5 separate regions of the Mus musculus genome follow, and regions 1, 2, 3 and 4 are each linked to region 5. The links are chromatin contacts, called in public promoter capture Hi-C maps. All regions are on one chromosome and are shown on one strand. The core of a region is the stretch at or near the end of the contact, and the rest is flanking DNA. Distances in the headings are between cores, read along the strand shown.

Region 1 (2,700 bases), core at 173-2,672, 1.1 Mb after region 5:
GCACTGACAAACCTTGAGGACATTTTGCTACTATAACTAAGTCACGAACAGATAAATATCTGTAGTATTCTTATGTAAGGTCTCATAAGTAGCTTATTTAAAAAGTAGACCAATAGCCGGGTGTGGTGGCGCACGCCTTTAATCCCAGCACTTGGGAGGCAGAGGCAGGTGGATTTCTGAGTTCGAGGCCAGTCTGGTCTACAGAGTGAGTGCCAGGACAGCCAGGTCTACACAGAGAAACCCTGTCTCTGAAAGATCCTGACAAAATATAAAATATAAAAGGTCACAGAAGCCCTGAAATTGGCAAAATAGATTTCATTGTTAGCAGAACTAGCTTCACTGATTTAGATAAATAGAGGTGCACAATGCTCTGGCCGCTCCTTGAACCCGTGTGTCTGCCAATGTTCTGGCCTGTTCCTTGAACCCAGGTGTGTGTCCACTGCTGCACCTCACTGCCAAGTGTTTGTGATATTGGTTGCTAAGATAGAGTCAGAAAATCTCCCCAGCAACCACAGCCGGGCCAATCCAGAGTTGCTACACCTGCACCAGACTCTTTCCTTGTACCCCTCCCATACCCATTTCCTGAGAATAGACATTGTTTAGATCCCTTCTCCTTTCCCCCCTGAGGGCCTATAAAAACTGGGACTTCTTTCCCCTCGAGGTCGACTCCTCTACCCCTGCGTGGGATATGAGTCGTCCCCAGAGCTCTGGTTTTCCCCAAATAAAGCCTCATGTGGTTTGCATCAAGCTTGGTCTCTCGTGAGTTCTTGGGGGTACACTATTGTCCTGAGGCCCGAGCAAGGGGCTCCTTTCAGAGTCTTTCATTTCAGAAAAAAAAAAAAAAAAGTAGACCAATGACTGTCCAGGCCTTGGGCTCTGTTCTTTGTTGTAACCTTACAGAATAAACTCTCACGTATTCATTCATCTTCTCTCTCTCTCTCTCTCTCTCTCTCTCTCTCTCTCTCTCTCTCTCTCTCTCTGTCCCTCCTGCTCTCTTAAAGTAGCTTCCCTTTCCTCTCTCTTCTCATGAGAGCTGGACATATCCTATTCTGTCAAATCTTTTTCTGATTTGTCTGCCACTCAATTAGACATCACTTTCAAACATGGTATGTCTTTCTTCAAAGTAACTTTACTTTCATTGTCTGGGAAGAAGAAGCTCTCAGGAAATAAATTAGATCAGAAAAATAGGTAATAGTCTTCCATTTCCTCCCCTGGGACATGTGCAGGATCTATTTGGTCAGATAAGGAAACTTCTGAAAAGTCCCTCCTTAATATGAAGGCCTTTAACCCTGGCGCTCTCATTTTGAAATATTCACTATGGACAAAAAAAAAGAGTGGGGGGTGACACTTCCTGAACTCTGCACTTTCTTCCCCTGCCACAGAAGGACAGTGCAGAAGTCTACAGCCAGGTTGAAATATGTGCTGTGCTGTTTACAGAAGGGCAGTATGAGGTAATGGCTTGCACACTGCTGTGTGGCTGCGGTGGTAGGGGTGGGATCAGTGTCTCCACCTCAAAATGATAGACCTGGAGCAGACGGCAGATGGCTTCAGAAGAGTCTCCCAAGACAAATTCAGCTCCACGGAAATCAAATTTTAATTTCCGGGTTGAGAGACGAGCCCCATGCTCTGTGTCCACTAGGGGGCAGTAACTTTCTGTTTTCAGATCTGAAGCCCTTTAACTGACAAGACTTAACTCACTTCGGTGGGGAGGATTAAGGAGCCTCACTTGGCTTCCCTCCTTCACCAAGCTACTCTATAATTCAGCCTCCTAAGTCATAGTGGTCTGGAGCAGTAGGTCTCGACCTTTCTAGTGCCACCACCCTTTAACACAGATCCTCATGTCCTGGTGAACCAACCGTAAAGTTTGTCCAGACTTCATAACTGTAATTTTGCTACTGTTATGAATCATAATGTAAATATCTGATATGCAACCCTGAGAAAGGGTCTCTCGACCCTCCTAGAGATCATGACCCATAGATTGAAACCCATTGATCTGGAGTACTAAGGAGGAAAATAAGTGTCCTGTTGTTAGCAAGTGGGGCCTGAATGTTCCCAGACTTGTTTTTGGGATCCCCTCACTACCCTAATAATGTCAACTTGATAATGGTTGACCTGTCCCCCCTAAAGACTACACAGCTTCATAACTGAAACTGACGCTTTGTAACAGAGCAAGCAGCCAAGAGAGCTGGGTGGCTACTTTCTAGCGCATGAAAATTCAGTAATGTGCGCAGAAATGGCCGTTGTCAAAGTCAGTTTTCTTAGCAGTACAGTAAGAGGAAGCTCCTAAGAATCTGAGGGTCTGGTCTTGGTGGGTACAATCCAGAGCCATCTACTCCCTTGTGTGGGTACTAACATGCAGATGAGCTGGCAGCAACCCTGTAATATCAGAGCTAGATCATGCAAAACCCTAATCAGAATAAGAGTCCACTAAATTTCATGAAATCTGTTATCTCAATTGAATCTAAGCTAAGTTCCTTAAAATTCTGGTTTGGGGGCTGAAGAGACAGCTCAGCGGTTAAGAGCATTGGCTGCTCTTCCAGAGGTCCTGAGTTCAATTCTCAGCAACCACATGGTGGCTCACAACCGTCTGTAATGGGATCCAGTGCCCTCTTCTGGTGTGTCTGAAGAGAGTGACAGTGTACTCACATATATTAAATAAATAAACAAACAAGTAAAAAAATTTTTTTAATTCCAGTTTGG
Region 2 (2,700 bases), core at 147-2,646, 1.2 Mb after region 5:
TTTCTGGCTGAGCCATCTCCAGCCTAACTCTTTTTCTGTGTTGTGTTGTGTTGTGTTGTTTGGGGGGGGGGGTTCTTTTGTTGTTGCAGGGTTTTATTTTGGTTTGTTTTTTTGGCTTTTTGAGACAGAGTTTTTCTGTGTAACAGTCCTAGCTGTCCTGGAACTCACATTGTAGAGCAGGCTGGCCTTGAACTCAGAGATCTTGCCTGTCTTTGCCTCCAGAATGCTGGGATTAAAGGTGTGTGCCACCACACCCTGGCTTTTCTGTTTTGAAAAGAGCCACTATTAGTTGGTGAAGATGGGTCCTAGGCAAGTCAAGGTTCTGGCAGTAGAGGTCCTTTAAAGCAGGTCTCCCATTCTCCTACCATTTACCATACTGGAATTCCATAAGCCAAGCGTGTGGTCGTAGTCACTGAGGGAGCTGAGGAGAAAGTATTAGTTCAGCCCAGAAGCTGGAGACCAATCTAGGTGGTACATGACCAACACCCTCAGAGAAGAGGGGGCTAAGGGAAAGGAGAGAGGGAGGCTGGGGTTCCAGCCTGGAGAATTTCTTCGTTTCACGTGGTCCTTAGCAGTTCAGAAGGGGCGGCTGTTGTGTAGATGGATGAGTGAAATGTGTTCTTACAAGCCCAGGGAGCACTGTAGACGCTGCCTGTGGGAGCTGGTCTAGCAGTACTCAAGGAGAGGTTGACTATGGGCTCTACTTATTGGATCCTGATCTGAGGCTGAACTTCATTCAGGTCAGTGGTTAGAGCCAGGATAAAAGGAGGGCATAGGAACTGAGGGACAGGTGACTAAGCTTTTTACAAATCTTTTTTTAAGTACCTGGGACAGACAGGTGCTAGCGAAGTTGGCAGAGACGTCTCCTGTGCTTAGGATGGCTTGAAAGGCAGGGACGAACAGAGTATTCAGAGATGCAAGAGGAGGGACCTGGAAGTAGAGCTGGTAAGATTGGGCCAAGGTAGCGCTCTCTTAGCTTAAACTGCTCAACGAATGATAACTTGTTCAGGGTCTGCCCCGCCCCCTTCCCAGAAGCCCAGTGTCAATCAGGGATTGATGCCATCTAAGAGCTCCAGAGACCGGTAACAGGGCTAGAAGTCTGAATGAGGGTACAGGAGCTGTTTGTCCACTTTGAGTGACAATCTGAGCGAGAAACAGAGCTGAGACCACCCCCGAGAGCCATTGTAGGTTCTCAAACAAGGGTGGACCAAAAGTGCAAGGCAGAAAGTGATAGGGAAAGGCGGAGGCCAGCTCTGGATGCAAGATGATGGAACCAGTCCCGTTCACTCTGGCGGGTCATTGTCCCCAGGCAGCAAGAGGGACAGGGCTGGGCCGGCAAAGGGGCGGGACCGGGCACGTGGCCTGGGGCCCGCCTCTCAGACACGTGACCCGCCCAGGGCAGGGGAAGGGCTCCGGTGGGGCGGAGCCGCAAACCCAGGGCGGCCAGCGGGACAGACTGGCGGTGGAGCGATTGACAGGCGGCAGGGCAGCTCTGGGGCCCCCGGCAGAGTTGGCGGCGCGCGAGGACGCGGCTACGGCGGAGACGCTGGGATGTGGAGCGGGTAGGTCCCTGCACGCCGGTGGCTCTGCGCTCCGTCTGGGCCGTGCTGGCCTCCTGGGATGGGTGAACAGGGGCTCACTGCTGTTGTTTGCACCCCACTTGGGAGATAATCTGTACTCTCAGCCCTGCCTGCAGCAGCGAGGTGCATTGTAGCATGAGGACACACTGCAGCCCGAGAGCTGAAAGGACCTTGGCAGGACCGATCTGAGTTGCCCCAGGGTGAGAAGGGTGACCCCCTCCAACTCCTAGCTCCAGTGGAGTGCATGAGAGAAGTGGTAGTGGGGGTGGTGCATAGTAGTATGCATACCTCAAAAGTAAATCTGGGGCACGTATTTAAAGGAGAGCACACCCATGAACTCTGGAGAAGCAGTGCAGTTGAGAAAGCTAGCTGTGTCTCTCCAAGGTCCATCCCTAGCTAGTTGACTAGAACCTTCTGATTCAAGATGTGAGGTGGGTGGTACCTTCCCACAGTCTGGAGGGAGATAGGCACAGACCCTGAGTCCTGGGTGAACCCCTTTCCCACCCCTCATCCTCACTTCCATCTGTTAGGGCCATCGGTTCTTGAAGCTGACTCCTGTTCTTGGCCAGTCTAATAGGAGGAGACCTTGCTCCCTGTTCACATAGGTTGATGTTCTTTCTTGTCTAAATAGACAAACGCCTCCTCCTTCCAGGACTGCAAAGACTAGGTCTTGCGGTTGTTCCTGCTAAGGACTGTTTCAGGATAGGCAGAGGATAGGCGGAAGGAGGAGAGCCCTGGGGAGGGGAACAGGTGAGATCTATTTACTCTCACGGACCCCAGCTGATTGGAGTCGAAATGCTAGGGGAACCATGCAGCTTCGACACGGCCAGGGCACTAGAACTGAGCTCCTGTGGGGTGTGGGCTGGCTTGATCTTTTAGAGGGAGCAGAAGTCAGCCTGTGTTTCTTGGAGAGTTGCTCCAGGGAAGGAGGCTAGCTAGGCTTGGGAAGTGTTTTGGGTGGGTTCCTGGTGCCTGCCTCTGGTGGAGGCAATTGTGCTTGGAGGAATGCATGTGCCTGGGGCTGTGTGTTTGAGGAGCAGCCTGGTCTGAAGGAAGCTGTGAGCCTTTCTGCTGGGTGGACCGAGACAATTGCTGTATGGCCCTCAGGGTAACAACACCC
Region 3 (2,700 bases), core at 38-2,537, 1.4 Mb before region 5:
CCTAGTCTTTTCACACACAAGAGAGAAGGGGGTTCAAGCAGCCCAGGCTTTGTCTGAATTCTTTCCCCTGCAGCAATCGTTCCCTTTTGTTATGCTGCTATTGAGAATAGGCCATCGAAAACAAGAAATCAAAACATGGTGATGGCTTGGCAAGACTGTATTTATTATCTTCTAGAATATAGCAACTGACTGCGTGTCCCCACCCCCACGATGCACCACCGGTGAAGAGCCGGCTGTGTTGCAGATGCAGCCAAGGATCCATCTTGGACTATCAGCAGCTCCCTCCCAAATCTTCCCATGCTATTCTCATCACGCCTCATCTACCTCAGAGTCTCAGAAAAAAAAAAAAAAAAAAAAAAAAATCTGGCATTCAGTTTAGCCAAAAACAGTAACAGAACTTCCTGATCCTTCTGGCGAACAAAAAAAAAAAAAAATTTTTTTTTGGAAGGCTATATCATCCATTTAAGATTGTGTCAACCGGTCTGCAAACCTGCAACGCCACCTTTTCCACCACTACCCCTCTCAAAATCCTAGCGACTTCATTTCTCCTACGTCCCACCTGTCACAATCCCCTGAGGCTCGCTAATCCTGCTCTAAGTCACCCCCACCCCCCGACCCACCCTAGGGCTCTCGGGCCTCCAGCACTCGATCCATTGGGTGCACATAGCCTTTCTCCGTTTTCACCCCACTGCGGTGCCCTCCCTTGCAGGGGGTCAGCGTCAACGCCCACTCTAGTTCACCACCCCGCCCCCAACCTGTTTTCTTCACACCCCGTTATTTCCTCACCTCGGTCCTTCGCTCCCCTCCCCCTTAGCCTGTTCCTCAAATGCCCGCCAAGAGACTAAAGCCGCCCACGGCCCAGACAGGTCGCTCGCCCCTTCCCGGAGACCCAGTAGCTCGCGCTCCCCAGGGACCAAGCCCCACGCGCGCCTCACCCGCACACGAGGAGCCGCAGCTCTTCGCCCCCAGGGCGGGGCAGGCTCCAGGGCTCCCGCCGCCGCCGCCGAGAGCTGACGGCTCGGCCCCGGAGGACGACGAGGAGACTGACGGGGACTGAGTGGCCGCTGACGACTCCGCCATGGCTGTACGAGCAAGGGCGGGAGAAGGGTGAAGAGAGACGTAGGGCGGGAGAGTGGGAGGGGACACAGAATAATCCAGCAGCTGGCTCTCCGAAGTTCCCGGCGACGCCTGTTCGGAAGACTGACTCCGACAGACTGACTGACTCAGCCGAGCTCCGCAGGGAGAGAAGGAGTGCGAGCGCGCATGCGCACAAAGAGCCTGGACGCGCGGGCGGCGGCCTCGGAGGCGCGCAGCGACGCAATGCGCAGGCGCAAGAACTGTCCCTCTGCGCTCCCGCAGGAAAGGACGCAGTGACTGGGCCCGCGGGTGGGGCAGGCCTCTCGGGGGTGAGGGGTAGGGGGTGGGGGAATGGGGGAAAGCCTGACGTAAGGGGCGTGGCTAAACTCTAGAACCGGCCCGCCACTGCAGCCCCTGCTACAGATTAACCGTGCCCAGTCTCCCCACCTTCCACTTGTTTATGTGAATGTTTTCTAGCTGGCAGATTATGTTTCTTTATGCCTTCATAAGCTACAAATTTTTTATTATAAATCCTAATTGATGTCTTTGCCTGATACGTACCAGCCTGTGACTCCAAAGAGTACAATATTTAAAGACCCCCCCTCTGTAATGTTCTTTTTGAATTATCTGGTCGTGTCGTAATATCGCCCCACCGAGGCAGGCATGGTACAGTCCCATGTTTGATAGGTGGAGAAAGATGCTAAACAGAATGAGAAACTATTACTCATTCCAATCACATTGCAATGCAGGCACAGAATCGGCTTCATATTTTTATCTTGTTTTTCTTCCCAAAGAGGCTTCAGGTTGTCTTTTCTCTGAGCTATGTTCTGAGCTACAAAAAACATACTTTGGAAAATAAAAAAGAAGCTGCCGAGGAAAGGAAAACCAGGAGAAAACGTCTTGGTTGGGACTGGGGGAATGGAGTGGACATGAAATGAGGTATTAAAAATGAGGCACAGATACTCATAATACTGAATTTTATTCATGTCCTAAGATGAGTCCCCCAAAAAATGACATTTGAAACTGGACATCAATTTATGTCAAATTTTGTTCTTTTTAAATTTTAAGTACATAATGATGATAAAGCTGTGGGATTTGATGTTGCTAAGTAGCAATCTATGACCCAAAGTGCAATTGCAGATTCAGCAAATTCTGTAAAGATGCTAACTCACAGAGGGAGCGCTAGGCAAGCAGGCTGCTGCAGATGGGGAACAAGCTGTGGACCGCATCTGTCCTAGACAGTTTTTTAAGGTCAAATAAAGCTCAGATAGCATCTTGGTTGTTGCAGTGTTCTGAAAACGATCCAGGATATTTCCCAAAATGACTCTGGAAAATATCTTACTCTGTCACTCAACGGCAGGCATCAATTGATAGTGCAGCAAACTGTCCCCCGATGCTGTTGAGTGCCAGAGAACGATGGCAAAGGGAACTGTATGCCAGTAATCAGGAATCCAATTACTTATTTTGGTGAATGCTTAAGTATTTTTTTCTTAAAGTCTATGTTAAAGTCAGGCATGCTGGATAGTTCTATGTTACCTTGAAATCTGAAAAGAGGGAACCTTGATTAAGAAAATGACTCCAGCCAGGCAGTGGTGGCACACACCTTTAATCCCAGCACTTGGG
Region 4 (2,700 bases), core at 43-2,542, 1.4 Mb after region 5:
GGGAATAGTTTCTCAACATAGTGGGGATAGATACAAAAGGTGTTCAAGTGCCTCGGTCTCCAATAAGGGTCTGAGAAACCCAGCAGGCTGGGAGATGTCAGCCTGCACTTCCCCTCCCCCTCCTACACCAGCCCCTTCCCTCCTGAACCCAGCTTTCATGGGGGGAGGGGCAGGGTCTGTTCAGGAAAAGCTGAGGCAGTATTTAGACCAGGACCAGACTCTAAAATCAATGTGGGGGTTGGGAGGTGGGGGAGGTGAGGAAAACATATATAATGGAGCGTACATAGATCCTACTGGAGAAGTTCAGGTCAAGGTGAGGGGGGGACCAGGTCAGCTCCTGGGTCAGGTGTGAGGGACCCAACCCTGAGGCGCCTCATAGGGGCTGGTGGGGTGCCATTTACAGCATTGGAGGTCTCCTAGGGCAGAGGTTGCTGGTGACAGAGATGTCAGCCAGCTTCAAGGGAGTTCCATCTCTAGGAAATCACACTAAAGAGAAGGTCCTGCCCCAGGCAAGGAAGTAGTAGCTGCTTAGAGGAGCATTTATTTCAGCCTTAGTGGAGGAAGCAGCATTGCCCAAGACAGGTGACAGCCTCCAAGGATGTCTCAGCCTCCAGGAAGCACAGTCAGGAGGTCCCTGCTCCTAGAAGGTAGGCTAGGCTCTGGGGTCCCAGCCTTAAGGGAAAAGGGAAGTCCCAGGCTAGATGGAGTAAGAAAGAGGCTGGTATGGGTGGAGTACAGCGTCCTCAGACTAGAGAAGTGTGCTGAGGGTTGGAGTATCACCATTCAGGGACCGCAGGACCCGAAAGGCTTCGAGGAGAGCCGAGCACAGAAGGAACCCATCCCCAAGGAAGTTGAGTGTTGGAGGCCGATTCGGGGAAACCCAAGTCCAACGGGCTTGGGCAGACATCTAGAGACTCCCTATCTCGAAGCCATTCACCTCGCTGTTGCCAGTCTGAAGTAGAGTCCCTGCCAAAAAGGAGGCTTTCTGGAGGTCCTTTCTGGGTGCATGGTGGAAACCCCATGGGTCTCCTGTCCTCAGGGAGACTGGTTGGCCTATCCCAGAGCAGGAGGTTGATCGCCCAGCCAACCCCGCGGTCTCTCACCTTCGAAGAAGCGCTGCAGCGCTTCGGTCTCGTCCACCACCTCCATGGCCCGCCTGCCCGCCGCGTGCGCTCCGGCCGCAGCCCCGCTACAGCCTGGCCCGGGGGCGCGGCATCGCCGGCGCGGCCCGCGCGACAGTCCCGGCTGGGCTCCCGGTACAGTCCGGCCAGGCTCTCCTCACGCTCGCTCCCCGCAGCCCTAGCCCGGCCTCCGCCTGCCCCGCGCCCCGCCCGCCGCCCTCAGCGCCCTCTGGCGGTACGCCCAGAGCCGCAACCTCGGGTAGCAGGGTGCCGCGTCGTCTGCAGGGGGCGCTCGACGCGGCGGTGGTGTCCTGGGTACTGCCTTGCCTTAAAGTCTGTGGATTAGTCGCTTTTCACTCTTTTCTGGTATAGGTAGGGTTCCAGATTATGAATCTGAGGGTTTTCAGTACCAGATCTCAGAGATAGCTCCTATTCCTTTTCGTATTCACCCTATCCCAGGTAACAAAGGGATACTCTGTGCTAAGTACTCTATAGGTGTTAAACTCTGTTAATTCCGGCAGGTCTTTGTTAGGGAGGTACACACCCACTTCCCCACTCCCCACCCCCACCCCCCAAGGCCCAACGCACACCGAATCTATGTAGGTCTGGCCTTAAACTCAGAGAGATCCGCCTTCTTCCGCTTCCCTAGTGTTGAGAATAAAGGCATTTGCCACCTGTCTGGAACTATTACAATTTGCATTTACAGATGAGGAAGCTAAGGATTAATGAGTGCCCTCTAGAGAAGTGCTTCTACATAGAACTTTCTAGAATGGTGGAAATACTCTAGGTGTTGTCATTAGCCACAGTGGCAGCTGAGCATCTGAAATATGGCTCTGGGGATTGAGCTCCTGACTTTTCAGCTTTGTTTTATTTTAATTATTTTGAGCATAATTAGTTATGTGTGACCTTGGTAGTATTAGGCAGTACAGTTCAAGGTCAATAGGGTTCAGAGTTTAATGAGAGCCATTCTTTATTTTTCCTCAAGACAGGTTTTTCTGGGTAGCCATGGCTGTCCTGGAACTCACTCTGTAGACCAGGCTGGCCTTAAACTCAGAGATCTGTCTGCCTCTGCCTCCCAAGTGCTGGGATTAAAGGCGTGTGCCACCACCACTAAGAGTTATACTCTTACTCCCTGCTGCCCTACCTGATGTTTAATCTGAAATCACATAGGGATGAAACCATCGTGTCTCCTGTTTGGACTCTCACCTCCATCTTGCCCCCATTACACAGCATCTCTCCTAATGATTCCTCTACAGTCCTCCCAACTAATTCTTTATGAAGCAGAAGTCAGATCATACCACCATGCCTTTGGTAAAACCAGTGGTTTCTCCTTGCACTCTGACATCTAAACCTCTTGCCCTGGTTTCTCAGAAACCTGGCTCATCTCTCTCCACTTGTAACAATGACCTCAGCTTCAACTGCTTTCTGCGTGGCTCACTTAACCATTGCTACCAAGACCTTCTGCCATCACCCGAACATGCCAGGCCCACATCTGCCACAGGGCCATGGCACATGTTAGTTCATTTGTGATGCTTGCTCCCAAATGGCTAGTTCTTCTCAGCCACCAGACCTCAGTGCA
Region 5 (2,700 bases), core at 78-2,577:
GGGGGCAGGAGCTGATGCAGAGCCCATGGAGGGGTGCTGTTCCACTTAGCTTGCTCAGCCTGCTTTCTTATAGAACCAAAGATGACCAGCCCAGGGATGCCCCCATCCATGATGGGCTGGGCCCTCCACCACCAATCTCTAGTTAAGAAAATACCTTACAGCCAGATGTTGTGGAGCTTGTCTCAAGATTTCTCCCTTTTAGATGACTAGTTTGTGTGTCAACTTGACATAAGACCAGCCCACACAGCCACCATCTAGTGCTAAGATTTGAAATTGGAAGACTGGCCAATACTCTTTTTTTTTTTTTTTTTAAATATATAAGCCCACGGGGCCATTTTTTTTAAATTTTATTATTATATGTAAGTACACTGTAGCTGTCTTCAGACACACCAGAAGAGGGAGTCAGATCTTGTTACGGATGGCTGTGAGCCACCATGTGGTTGCTGGGATTCGAACTCTGGACCTTCGGAAGAGCAGTCGGGTGCTCTTACCCACTGAGCCATCTCACCAGCCCCCTGGCCAATACTCTTAACTACTAAGCCATCTCTCTAGCCCTGTACTGCTTTTGTTTTGTTTTGTTTTGTTTTGAAGATAGGGTTTCTCTGTGTAGCCTTGGCTGTCCTGAAACTCACTTTGTAGACCAGGCTGGCCTCGAACTCAGAAATCCGCCTGCCTCTGCCTCCCGAGTACTGGGATTAAAGGCATGAGCCATCACGCCAGGCTGTTTTCTTCCTTTTTTATTATTAAGTTTTAAACATTCTTAGAGGCTGGCCTCAAACCTTTAGCAACTCTTCTGCCACAGATCCCAAGTACTGAATTACAAGCGTTATGGCTTTGGCTTATTTTCTGAGGTAGGGTCTCACTATGTTACGCAGGCTGTTTCCTAGTGATCGTCCTCAGCCTCCCTAGTGCTAAGAAATTCAGGCATGCACCACCACACTCAATGTAGCTCTTTCCGTCCATAACCTGGGGAAGAAACCCTGTCCTGGCCAGTAAGAGGCATCCTGCTCTAGCATGTGATTCTCATCTCCCTCAGGGGAGGGGGTCAGAGGAGGGCGTGCCCGGAGAGCATCACTCTGGACTTTACACCCCTCCCTTTTCTGTCCATTGGGAGGCAGAAGACAGGAAATGACTGCCATGAACGCGGAAGGATTTTTACCAAAACAGCTTTTTGTAATTTAGGCCCCAAGCCATCCACAGATGTTTTCCTGTCTGATACCAGCCAGGTGCCCTCCCTCCCTCCCTCCTCCGATAATACTCCTCTCCCCATCCTTTCACATGACTGCAGCCTTTGGATTCTCAGTTCCTGGCTGCTTTCCACATTTCATTCCTCTGTCAGAACCCAGGCATCCTGGCCTCCAGCTGAAACCGCTGCATGTGGCTTCCCCTCTCCCTGGCCCCGTGACTCAGTCCCTCTGAGGGAACCAGCCCTCTTCTTGGCACACAGGGGCTAGGTGATGACATCAGAGTTGAGGAGTATAAAAGTTCTCAACCAAAATAGAATTGAAGATACAACCTGACAGTGGCCTCTCCGCCTGATAGCCACGGATATCTGGGGGCAAACCCTCACTGTGACGAGGCCTACCCACTGGTGAGGGGCTACTGTGGGTCCCGGGAAGAGGGTGCACAGAGAGAAGTCTGAATTGCCTGAGCGGGATTTGTACAAATGCAGGTAGGGAGGGAGGACTCCAGTGCCCACCGCCGCCCTTTCTTCCTTCATCTCCTGCCTTCTCTCTGGATTTTTGTAAATCTTACTAAGCATTGCTCTAGATTGGTTATTTCTCAGGATGGCTGTGGACTCAGTCCACCTTTCTTCCCCAAACTGAATAAATCCTTTCCTCTACCTCTTTCCCCAGCACTTTTGTTTATCCATTAGATGCCTGCTTCTAGCACTTTGCACGGTGCTTCCCAAACATCTCTCTCTCCTGTGGGGCCGTATTTCATTATTTTTATCCCAAACAAAGCAGTCATTTGTGATGTTAATAATTCTAATGATTTGGAGGTGTAGACAGAGTTGAAGGGCAGCCTTAGACCAGCCAAAAATCCAGAACACTGGCTTCTGAAAAGCCAGTTGACAATGACTGTATGTCTCAGCCCACCTCTTTCGGTCTTGATTCTATGTTGTACTTTTCACATAGTGTACTTTTCACATACTTCACATAGCCCTGGAAGACAGGGCTGACAGCATTTACCCATTCACTCTTTCTCTTCCAGACTCCATGTTGGGCTCTCTTTCCCTTCTGTGGCTGGCAGCCATGACCACCTCCTTGGTTTCCCAACCTCAGATCTTGACCCTGGAAGACTACCAGGAAGGGGAAGAGGATGATGTGACAGTAGCTACACCTTCCTTAGCTGTCCGTTGCGACTATGACCGTTGCCGCCACCTGCAGGTGTCCTGCCAGGAGCTGCAGAAGGTTGGGCCAGTAGCCTGCCTGTGCCCAGGGCTCTCCAGGGAAGATCAACAGCCAGAGCCTCCTCGCCTGGGAGAAGTGCAAATAATGGCTGAAGAAGGCTACGCAGTGGTTCACTGGTGTGCTCCCTTCTCTCCAGTCAGCCACTACTGGCTTCTGCTTTGGGAAAGCAACGGGGCTCCACAGAAGAGTGCCCCTCTCAATGCTACAGTTCGAAGAGCAGAGCTGAAGGGACTAAAGCCTGGGGTTGCTTATGTCCTTTGCGTGGTGGCTGCTAATGACGCAGGTG

What was found. Promoter capture Hi-C pulls out the DNA fragments that hold promoters and counts their contacts. Capture Hi-C pulls out chosen DNA fragments and counts their contacts.
Region 1: a promoter capture Hi-C map of the HPC-7 cell line shows a contact between it and region 5, with 9 times the contacts expected there. A contact is called at or near these places in 11 of 39 promoter capture datasets (the 3T3-L1 cell line, the C10 cell line, the HPC-7 cell line and 7 more) and 1 of 484 Hi-C or Micro-C datasets (pro-B cells).
Region 2: a promoter capture Hi-C map of hippocampal neurons shows a contact between it and region 5, with 2.9 times the contacts expected there. A contact is called at or near these places in 2 of 39 promoter capture datasets (the 3T3-L1 cell line and hippocampal neurons).
Region 3: a promoter capture Hi-C map of adipose tissue shows a contact between it and region 5, with 2.4 times the contacts expected there. A contact is called at or near these places in 2 of 39 promoter capture datasets (cranial neural crest and hematopoietic stem and progenitor cells), 1 of 130 datasets of targeted methods (embryonic forebrain) and 1 of 9 other capture datasets (adipose tissue).
Region 4: a promoter capture Hi-C map of cranial neural crest shows a contact between it and region 5. A contact is called at or near these places in 1 of 39 promoter capture datasets (cranial neural crest) and 1 of 130 datasets of targeted methods (embryonic stem cells).

The regions. Positions count from the first base shown.
Region 1 is chr19:9,909,964-9,912,663 of GRCm38.p6, forward strand. No RefSeq gene overlaps it. Among named protein-coding and RNA genes, the nearest start is that of Gm50340, 12 kb to the left of the region's middle.
Region 2 is chr19:10,016,798-10,019,497 of GRCm38.p6, forward strand. Rab3il1 (RAB3A interacting protein (rabin3)-like 1) reads left to right here and starts at 1,397. Exons shown (of 10, transcript NM_144538.3): 1 at 1,397-1,562. The coding sequence starts at 1,552.
Region 3 is chr19:7,482,004-7,484,703 of GRCm38.p6, forward strand. It overlaps Rtn3 (reticulon 3), which reads right to left and starts at 1,288. Exons shown (of 9, transcript NM_001003934.2): 1 at 936-1,288. The coding sequence starts at 1,080.
Region 4 is chr19:10,239,456-10,242,155 of GRCm38.p6, forward strand. Myrf (myelin regulatory factor) reads right to left here and starts at 1,293. Exons shown (of 26, transcript NM_001033481.1): 1 at 1,104-1,293. The coding sequence starts at 1,149.
Region 5 is chr19:8,849,441-8,852,140 of GRCm38.p6, forward strand. It overlaps Lrrn4cl (LRRN4 C-terminal like), which reads left to right and starts at 1,328. Exons shown (of 2, transcript NM_001013019.3): 1 at 1,328-1,672; 2 at 2,215-2,700. The coding sequence starts at 2,220.